Linked DNA regions of Sus scrofa: all the other regions are linked to region 2. A link is a contact called in public HiChIP or PLAC-seq and promoter capture Hi-C data. All regions are on one chromosome and are shown on one strand. The core of a region is the stretch at or near the end of the contact, and the rest is flanking DNA. Distances in the headings are between cores, read along the strand shown. Region 1 holds the start of EID1 (EP300-interacting inhibitor of differentiation 1). Region 2 holds the start of COPS2 (COP9 signalosome subunit 2). Region 3 holds the start of CEP152 (centrosomal protein of 152 kDa).

The links. Promoter capture Hi-C pulls out the DNA fragments that hold promoters and counts their contacts. HiChIP or PLAC-seq counts read pairs in DNA pulled down with a chosen protein or histone mark.
Region 1: a promoter capture Hi-C map of liver shows a contact between it and region 2, with 5 times the contacts expected there. The contact joins the promoter of EID1 here to the promoter of COPS2 in region 2. A contact is called at or near these places in 1 of 5 promoter capture datasets (liver), 3 of 47 Hi-C or Micro-C datasets (embryonic fibroblasts, fetal heart ventricle and heart right ventricle) and 1 of 2 datasets of contacts at active chromatin or transcription factors (skeletal muscle).
Region 3: an H3K27ac HiChIP or PLAC-seq map of skeletal muscle shows a contact between it and region 2. The contact joins the promoter of CEP152 here to the promoter of COPS2 in region 2. A contact is called at or near these places in 1 of 5 promoter capture datasets (fetal liver) and 1 of 2 datasets of contacts at active chromatin or transcription factors (skeletal muscle).

Annotation. Positions count from the first base shown.
Region 1 is chr1:122,811,038-122,814,225 of Sscrofa11.1, forward strand. It overlaps EID1 (EP300-interacting inhibitor of differentiation 1), which reads right to left and starts at 1,444. Exons shown (of 1, transcript XM_001928761.4): 1 at 1-1,444. The coding sequence starts at 1,094. The coding sequence ends at 519. All of the region lies in intron 4 of SHC4 (SHC-transforming protein 4), which reads left to right.
Region 2 is chr1:122,541,104-122,544,375 of Sscrofa11.1, forward strand. It overlaps COPS2 (COP9 signalosome subunit 2), which reads left to right and starts at 1,312. Exons shown (of 13, transcript NM_001105301.1): 1 at 1,312-1,377. The coding sequence starts at 1,324. It overlaps GALK2 (N-acetylgalactosamine kinase), which reads right to left and starts at 1,184. Exons shown (of 11, transcript XM_003121519.6): 1 at 885-1,184.
Region 3 is chr1:122,874,326-122,877,436 of Sscrofa11.1, forward strand. CEP152 (centrosomal protein of 152 kDa) reads left to right here and starts at 1,821. Exons shown (of 27, transcript XM_005659632.3): 1 at 1,821-2,079.

The DNA.
Region 1 (3,188 bases), core at 194-2,693, 270 kb after region 2:
CAATTTACCTTTCGCTAAAAATTTAGCCTTTGGATAATAACTACAGCTTGGCTTAGATGAATCACAAAATGACATCTTCAGTATGCTTTCAGTCCAAATAACTCAGACATGTGGTGTCCAAAGTTGGATAAATTAGTTACTTTTTCTCATATGATTAACATCAGTGGGCTCTTGTACCGGCCATGTGTCTTGGTTTTTCTTGCAAAGCCATCCGGAAATGTGAAAGATACTTTCCCAAATGCAAGGAAATTAATCTAGATCAGTAACAGAGTCAAAGCCACAAGTGTTTCACGACATTCTTGAAAACAGGTTTCAACAGTACTGAGATCCTTTTCCTTTAACAATTTTCTTCCTTTCCCATAACTGTGAAGTCACTTTCCTAGTCTACACTGCCCCCCCCCCCATTTTTTCTTTTGGATCAAGTGTTTCATTGGCACGGAACTATTCGGAATGAACCCAAGAGACTGGAATGTTGTTGGGTCTCTCCTCAAGTAGTTTCCTCCTCTCTTCACAGCATACTACTCTCTATCAATAATCTCATCACAGCCGAGTTCTTCGGTCAGACGATTGACAACCATAAGTGAAAAAAGCTCCTCGATAAAAGCCAACTGATCGAACGGGGTCTTCTCATAATGCATCTGAAATCCGCCCCCCAGAGCTGCTTCTCTCGCTCTGGAGGTCCTCAGAAACATCTTGTTGGCTTCTTCCAGGGCCGCTGAGACTCTGTAGCCCGCACCACTCAGCTGCTCCTCTTCCGGATAGTCGTAGTCGTCCTCCCAGTCATCAAATTCCTCGCCCTCGTCCTCGCTCTCGAAATCAGGGCCCGCGATCTGGCCCGGGCGCTCCCCAGGGTTGGGCCGGTTAGCGAGGCCTCGCTGCCCCTGCGGCTCCGCCATTGGCTGGGCCACCTCCTCCTCCATTGGGCCTTCCTCCTCCAGCTGTGGCGGGGCCCCGGAGCGGGAGGGGTTCGGGGACGGCCCCCGGCTCCCGCTGCCTACCTCCATTTGCGGAAGGTCGCTCTCGCCGGGCATCACATCCATCTGCAGGTCATTGCTCTCCTCATAAAGCTCGGACAGCTCGTGCATTTCCGACATTGTGCAATCGGCTAGACCTCTCGCCAAGCGTTTTCTGCAAGATCTGGGCTACGCGGCCGCGCGGTTGTGCGCTTGCGCACACGCCGTGGGCTTGCGTGACCTTGAGCGTGTGCGCGACCCCCAGAAATCGCCTCCTGCTTGGCGCGCTGCTCAGTCGGCAACCGCTAGCTGTTCGCTCCTGGGGACTTACGGGACCTTGGTCCTTTCAGACTAAATACACTTACAAACGAGAGCATTGCTTAGCCCCTGCCTTACTTAGTCATTCTGCTTCTGATGCTGTAATCTTGAAAACACTTTACACATCTTCTGTAACACCCCTTAACCCTCCTCCTCCATCGCCTTCCTCCTTCCTCCCTCCGCTTTTCGCTCCTCCTCCTTCCCCCATCCCCAGGCAATCACATCTTCTCCTAGGTTTTAACTACTTTTTTCTAGGCGCAAATGACTGCTAAATCTGCACCTCCAAAGCAAAAGATGTTCTGAACCACAGAGCAATATATTAAGAATTGATCCATCCATCTCTAATATTAAAAAAAAGTTAAATGAACAAATAAGCATATTAAAGGTGTTCTACAAAGAAAAAATAAATAGAAGAAATACTTGCTCCTGTTTCTTTTTGCAGGAGACATAACCTTACACTGTTAGCAATTCGGTGTATATTCTTTAAATTCCCTCCCCCCCTTTCTTTGCATTTACGTGGATCTCTCTATTGTCTTCTGGAAAAGTCTTTTTTTTTTTTTTTTCTTTTTACATATCTTAACATAATTGTCTTCAACTTTCAAAACAAGGAAACGAAAAAGCCCTCAGCAATGTCTTGAAGATTTAGCAGTGTTAGTGTCCACAGACATGTGTTTTTCCTAGTATGCTACTTGTATAGCAATGTTGCAAATGACCTAACAATGCACAAATAATTTTATAATTTTTGATATTTAAAATTATGGGTAAAAAAAAAAAAAGAAAAAACTATGGGTAAATGAACATCCCCAAATGACAATATTTCTCTCAAATGAAAACCTAGAAGTGCAAAGGTGAAATTGTAGGGTATTCATCCTTTAGTTTTAATAAATGTCAAATTGCTCTTCAAAGTTGCTGTGCAAATTTAGGCTCTAGCCAGCCATATTTGAGAATATCCACACCCTTGCCACACATTATTTTGTTGATTGTTAACAATTTTATCACTTAAAGGTGTATTATTTTATTTTTCATAGTCTTATTACTTGGAAATTATCTTTCAATATGTTTAGTGAACCTATGTATTACTTCTGAAAATTAAATGGTCTTATTTTAGGTTTGTTTATTTTTCTTATTGATGTAGGAATTTCTTATAAACTGAGTGTATGAATACTTTGTTTCACATGTTGCAAACATTTTCTCCCTGCCTCTTGTTTCTTGTTTCAAGGGTCTTTTAAAAAATGTTTTATTGAAGCATAGTTGATATATAATGTTGTGTTAATTTCTGCTGTATAGCACAGTGGTTCAATTGTACATATAAACATATCCTTTCTTTTTCAGATTCTTTTCCCATATAGGTTATCACAGAATATTGAGTAGAGTTCCCTGTGCTATACAGCAGGTCTCCAGTGACCATCCATTTCATATACAATTGTGTCCATATGCCAATCCCAAACCACCAATCCATCCCTCCCCCCATCTTTCCCCTTTGGTAACTATAACTGTTTTCGAAGTCTGTGAGTTTGTTTCTGTTTTGTAAATAAGCTCATTTTTTATCATTTTTTTAGAGTTCATATATATAAGTGATATCATATGTTTGTCTTTCTCTGTCTAACTTACCTCTGTATGATAATCTCTAGTATCATCCACGTTGCTGCAAATGGCATTATTTCATTCTTTTTTATATCTGAGTAATATTCTATTGTATCTTTATTCATTCATCTGGCAGTAGACATCTAGGTTGCTTTCATGTCTTGGCTATTGTGAATAGTTCCGCTATGAACATTGGGAAGCATGTTGCCCAGGAGTGGGATTACTGGGTCATATATTAGTTTTAATTTTAGTTTTTTGAGGAACCTCCATGCTGTATTCCATAGTGGTTGTACCAGTTTATATTCTCAGGGCTCTTTTCTTACATAAAAGTTT
Region 2 (3,272 bases), core at 62-2,561:
AAAATAATAACTCCAGAATTTAAAACAGTGTTATTGTTACAATATTCAAAATGTGTAGCAATAATAGCATGTTTAAGTAAGTTATGGTGCATTGGTACATTCAATGAAGGGACTATTATTCCACAATTTAAAAAGTCATCGTTGGAGTTCCTGCTGTAGGCAGTGAGTTAAGAATCTCACTTAAGTGGCTCTGATTGTTGCAGAGGTGTGATTTGGGTCCCCAACCTGGCACGGTGAGTTAAAAGGATCCAGCTTTACTGCAGCTGTGGAGTTGGTCTCAGCTGAGGCTGAGATTCAATCCCTAGCCCAGGCACTTCCATATGCTGAGGGTGCGGCCATAAAATTAAAAAAAGAAAAAAGAAGGGAGGGAGGGAAGGAGGGAAAAAAATAAAATAATCATTGTCAACAATATATTGCATACATTTTGCTATGCGGTTACATAACTAGGTGCAAAAAGAATCCGAAATTTTATCTGTGCTATATAAAATTTATGGATTCAAGTGAACAGAACTGGAAGTTTGTAAGTAAAGCGTTATTTGAAAAGCAGTTTTTTCCCTTATTTCATTTCTTTATTTCGAATTCTACTAACGATGGTGTGTAACAATAATGCATTTTTTTAAAAAGTCCTTAGCTTTTACCTTAATTCGGTCCCACAGGCAGTAAAGGTCAGTTCATAATTTGCTGAACAACTGAATAAGACCTAAGGTACCTCAACTGATTAATGCTTAACTAATTTGAGATAGCCACAGAACCGTTTTGTCGACTACAGATATAACAAACATTACGTGTAAACCATGTTGCTGAAAGGTCTCCCAACATCCCAGGACCAAAATGTGTGAGTTAAATGCACGACGACAAACATGGCAAAAAAAAAAAAATACTACCTGTCACATGGGATGGGCATGTCGGGATTTTTCTCCGTGAAAGGTTTTTGATCCCAAGCTGCCTCTTACTTTCACCAAAAAGAAATGGTTCCAGAGTCCCAGGCAAGGAAGGAGACTGTTCCCTTGCCCAGGAGGCTGAAAACCGCTCCTTGTGAGCAGAAGGCTTCCTAAGTCCTCCAGTACTCTTCGATTCCCTAGTTGCTAGGTTTACTTGCTAAGGCACCAACCGTCTCGCAGGAAGAGGGGGACGGTGCACTAGCTTTTGGCGTCGTAGCGAATCCTCTCTAAACGGAGCTAATTTGTTCCGGGAGGAAACATTCAGCTCCTCTAAGAGCGACGGGAAGGAAAGGAGAGGCTGGGAGTGACGCCACTGAACCGCGGAGGATTGTGGGAGGAGGTTGTCGCCAATTTCCCCTCCCCCTCCCCCCTCCCAGCCAAGATGTCTGACATGGAGGATGATTTCATGTGCGATGATGAGGAGGACTACGACTTGGTGAGGCGCAGGGGACAGAACTCTGGGGTTGGAAGTGGTTTCTTGCTTTAGAGGCCGAGGCAGGGGCGACCGCCGCTTCTCCCCGTAGAACATGTGCTCCTTCCAGCCTCTCCCGGAGCAGTGACAGGACGAGTTTACCTCCTCCCACTTCGCGCACCGGGCCGGGGCCCTGCTTCTCCCGCATGGGGGAGGGGAAGGTAAAGGAGGCAGTGAAGAGGGTCCCGAGCGTTGTGTTCCCAAGTCCGAGCGCCAACTCGGTTTACATGGGCACTCCTGACCTCCGGCGTCCGGTTATCGGTGTCTCCTCCTTCCTGCCTCCCGCGCAAGCCGCCTTGGGGACCATGCAGCGGTTTAGGCCCCGGCTCTGCCCTTTTGGGCTCAGCATTCTCGGCCCCTCTAATTCACACTTGAAGTGAGCGAATGCGAAATGCTAGGGGAAGGGTCCGAAAACTAGGGGCCTTACTACTCCCAGGCCTGACAGCCAAACACCACTCTGAGCCTCCTGTAAACAGAGCTTAGGTTAGTCTTGTCCAGGGTGCGTTTTGGTTTAAGGTGAAGGTGCAGTGGAGAATTGAGAGCAAGGCTAGCTTAAAAATAATAGTTTAGCTACTTGTTTTGTTTTAAGAAAACAGTTGGGCAGGAGGTTTTGCTTTTTGTTTGAGGCTTTTGGGGGCAGGGAGGGGAAGGGGTATAAGGGGGTTGACCCAATGGCTTTTTTCTTTATTTAGAAATTTCCCAATATTCAAAGTTAAAAGTATCAACAGTGGAGAAATAAACGAATTTATGTTGCTGAATGGTTGTTTTTAAAGATTCAAGGTTTAATTTATGAACGGATTTACGGGGTGATTTTTTTTAATTCACTATGGGGTATTTCAAGTTGATAATCAAAAATATTATCTGTGTGGGAACTAAGAAAAATGATCTCGACCAAGAATTAGCATCACCTTGGCTTTGCTTTTTATTTGGGGGACGTTTTTCTGCATGATTCTTGTATATTATGGTGATGCCTGCATTATCAAAAAATTATGAAATAGATACTTAGGGAAGTCTGGCCCATAAGGCCAGAGTCTCAAGATGTTAATATATCGTTTTGAAGTAGTGTAAATCTTTTTATAGGCATTTGCAATACTTTCCCTTTAAGAAGAAAACACATTTGGAAGGGGGAGAGGAAGGAGATGCTTGCTATTACCTAAAATTTGTAGTAGAGGTTTTGGTAATTCTTAAAGTTAAACGTAGAGTTATGCTGGTAGTTATGATTTCTGCCTTAGATTTTAGTTTGTGCAAACAGGCCAGTTTTAGGCAGTGCCTGAAGTCCATTAAGAATGTTGCTTGTAACTTCAGCATTTTTATTTATTACATGTTTATATTACAGACATTTTTTTAACTATGAAAGTGTTTTTAATTATGTCTGTGGTTTTAGTTTGTTTTTGAATGTTTGTGCTTATCTCTTTTCTAAGCAATAGTTTTTTGAATACATGATTTATTAATACTTTGATTAACTTGAAGATCATCGGTGAGACTGTAATGAAGGAATGGCAGTAAGAACCTCTCCGGGAGTTCCTCTCATGGCTCAGTGGAAATGAATCTGACTAGCATGCCTGAGGACACAGGAGCGATCCCTGGCCTCCTTCAGTGGGTTAAGGATCCACTGTGATGTAGGTTGCCAACACGGCTGGGATCCTGAGTTTCTGTAGGCTGGCAGCTACAGCTCCCATTTGACCCTCAGCCTGGGAACCTCCATATGCCATGGGTGCAGCCCTTAAAAAAAAAAAAAAAATCCATCTCATGAAGTAGTCAGTTCATTTTTGCAGAGATTTTAATTAAACATACATGATTTAACTTGGCTCTGTTTCTCCATTCCTTAAGGGCCTACACTACATGTACAGTATAAAATT
Region 3 (3,111 bases), core at 571-3,070, 330 kb after region 2:
GGACAAGTCACTATGATGATGTCAGTTTCTTCCATTGTAAAATGGGATCCTAATACCTGTACTGGCCCCTCACAAGGAAAAATGAGGTAGTGTTAGGGAAAGAACTTACCAAAGTCTAAAACGCTCTTTAAGGGACTATGAACACTATCTCCTCATGTACTTTTCTTGCCTTAACTTTTTTTTTCCTTTCATATAAAAACCAGTTGTTTGTGGGCAGGGACTGCTTAGCATTCTTGCTGTACCATATCACTGTCGCCCTCAGCACAGGACACTACACACAGCTTTTTTTGCTGATGCACTGCAGCGAGACACGGAAAGCCCCTGCCTAGTTCTAACATACCTTGTCTCAGATTTCAACAACTGCCATTTACTTAAATGCCTTTTATTTGCTTTTTCTGGTGCAAAAATCCTTCATTTTATTTGTTCATTTATTCATTTACTCATTTATTAAAGTTGTTTTTAGTGCCTTCCAGGGGCCATGAAGTGTCCAAGAAGCAAAGTAAGTGTCTCAAGATATTGACGCTGGACTGAGTGAAAGATTACACAGCAACTAATTATAGTAGATAATGAGGATTATAATGAGATGAATACACCATATCCAGAGGGGAGAAGGATCATTTCTACCAAGGTTGGGAGGTATGTGTCATCAAAGACTTCAGGGGATGTGCTCATCTATCTTGGAGACTGAGTAGCTGGGGAAGTTAAGTAGGGGCACTGTAGGTGAAAGATAGAGTTTGAGCAAACCAAAAGCATTCTGAGAACCTCAGGGAGCCAGGCCAGAGGTTTCATTCATCTAGTGCTATGGACTGAGTGCATTTTATGTGCCAGGCCCTTATGCTTAGTTGATGGGGTTGCAGTGGTTCGTGTTGGTATCCAAAAGTGGAATGGTGAGGTAGCAAAGGAAAACGAGCCAGACTATGGACAACTTTTAACAACTATTTTACTCTATACTAGTGTATATGGGAAAGAATTAAAACTAGTGTGAACTTACTGCTACCAACTCCATGAGCGTCTCTGGGAAAACCCCCCGCCCGCGTCCCCATCTCCCGCTCGCCTCCCCCACCTCCCGCTTCCCACCCCCCAGCCGCCCACGGCGATAGGGATCAATTTCGAGCCGAGCCACGAATTACTAAGCTGCAGCTGCGGCAATGCCAGTTCCTTTAACCCACTGTGCCGGGCTAAGGATGGAACCTGCCTCCCAGAGTTCCCAAGATGCTGCCGATCCCATTGCACTACAGCAGGAGCTCTTCTGAGACCCTTTTATCCCAGGAAGGTAGATACCGTAATGGGATTTATTCCGGACTGGAGAGCATTGTCTTAAAGGTCAGGTTAACATATACCTGAGTGACAGGAACATTCACACTCTAGGAAATTCAAGTAGTCAATAAACACGTGTCATCCCATCAGTAATTAAAGAAACACAAATTCAAACAAGGTGGGATCTAGTAAGCAAGAAGACAAAGTGAAACAACCTCTAAGGCTGTTAAGGCAATTTAGAGAATCTGAAGGATAGATACAAAAACCTCCAAGGTGGATTCGGTGGGGGAAGCGAAGGATTCTGTGTACCGCTCTTGAGAACTGATATTTAGGAGTGGGGAGCGCGGAGGGCAGGAGCATTGCACCAGGTGGGGTTGGGTAAGACCAGTTCACAGGCAGGAGGCCAGGTGCTAGGGCGTCTCTATGCAACCGATAAACCCGCCCCCTCTGCAGTGAACCCTTTTGTAATTGGCTCACAAGTCCACCAATGGACGCACAGGAGGAACTTCCCGCCACCTCTGGCGCCCGCTTTTAAACAGCCGTATAGTATTTGCAACTGCAGGCGGACTTCTCAACCTAGCTTGAGAAAGGAGGAGACTTCCGCCCCCTCGCCCTGCCCCCAGCCGCCATGGCCCCCCCTACTAGGCCAGCTACTACCCGGCGATTGAAGGGGGAGGCTGCTCTTCAATGGCTTCAGGCCTCCAGTGTTCGGTTGTGACTAGGAAGAAGCTAGCGGATTAGAGCCAGGGCGAGGGGTTTGCTAGAGGCTGGTCTTCCACCAGAGCTAAGGTGACTCTACGTTGACAGCATCTGTGGCCTCCGGTGAGTTTCGCTTCGGGGATGGGCTTGCGGCAGGGGTAGGAGGAGGTGCGGAGTCCTTGGGATTCTGGCTGGGGCTTCTGGGTGGATTAACCCGCCCCCTCCCCAAATACTGCAGTGGTGTACTGCTCGGGGTGGCGGGACTCAGTCTCTGAAGTGTCATCCAGACCCCAAGATCCTACTTAGAAGTGACGTCTTAGAAGCCCTCCTTGCCTCCTCTACGCCGCTAGAGTAGCCCTGAGACTCTACCCTGGGGACCCCCGCCGTGGTTCGTCTGGCGCTGTGCCTGGCTCACAGTGGGTGCTCTGTACACGTGTGTTGACCGAGTGCCTGTGACGCCGGCAGCCCAAGTCAGCAGCCCCAGGATGCACCCTGGGGTCTTGCAGTTTCGTTTTCTCGGTATCTGTTTTTACCGTGGTTGACGCCAAAAGGAGTTCTTTGGTAAGGTCATTGGTTTATTCTTCGTTCAGCTTGTGGGTGCCTACCCGCTGCATCCTCTGGGCACCCTGAGTATATTTGTCCGAAATGCTCTCATTAGCACTGATCAGATTATTGTCATCATTTTTATATACATCTGTTTTCTTTCCCTCCGCCAAGCCCTGTTGAACTTTGTGATCTTGAACAGTGCTTGGCAAATAATTGTGGAATGAATAAATAGATGCCTCCTAAGCCTGCTATTCCAAGTCTGAAACATCAGGCTAGTGTGCTCTGGCTGTTTTCATTCTAGAAAGGAAGCTAGTATGTAATCAAGTAAGTAGAATTTCCTAACTCTCAAGGCCCCCTTTGTGGCACTTAACCTTTTCTATTTTATGGTCGCGAATTTGAGTCTATTTAAGCTGAATTTTGCCATCTACTTCACAATGTGTAACAATTTGTATCCACTGCTTAGACGTGAATATACTCAACTAAATGAGAAGTTGAAATTGGAGCCATAAGAAAAGTGTAAGAAATACAGCCTGGAGTTCCTGTCGTGGCTCAGTGGTTAACAAAACCCGACTAGTATCCATGAGGACGCGGGTTCAATCCCTGGCTCAG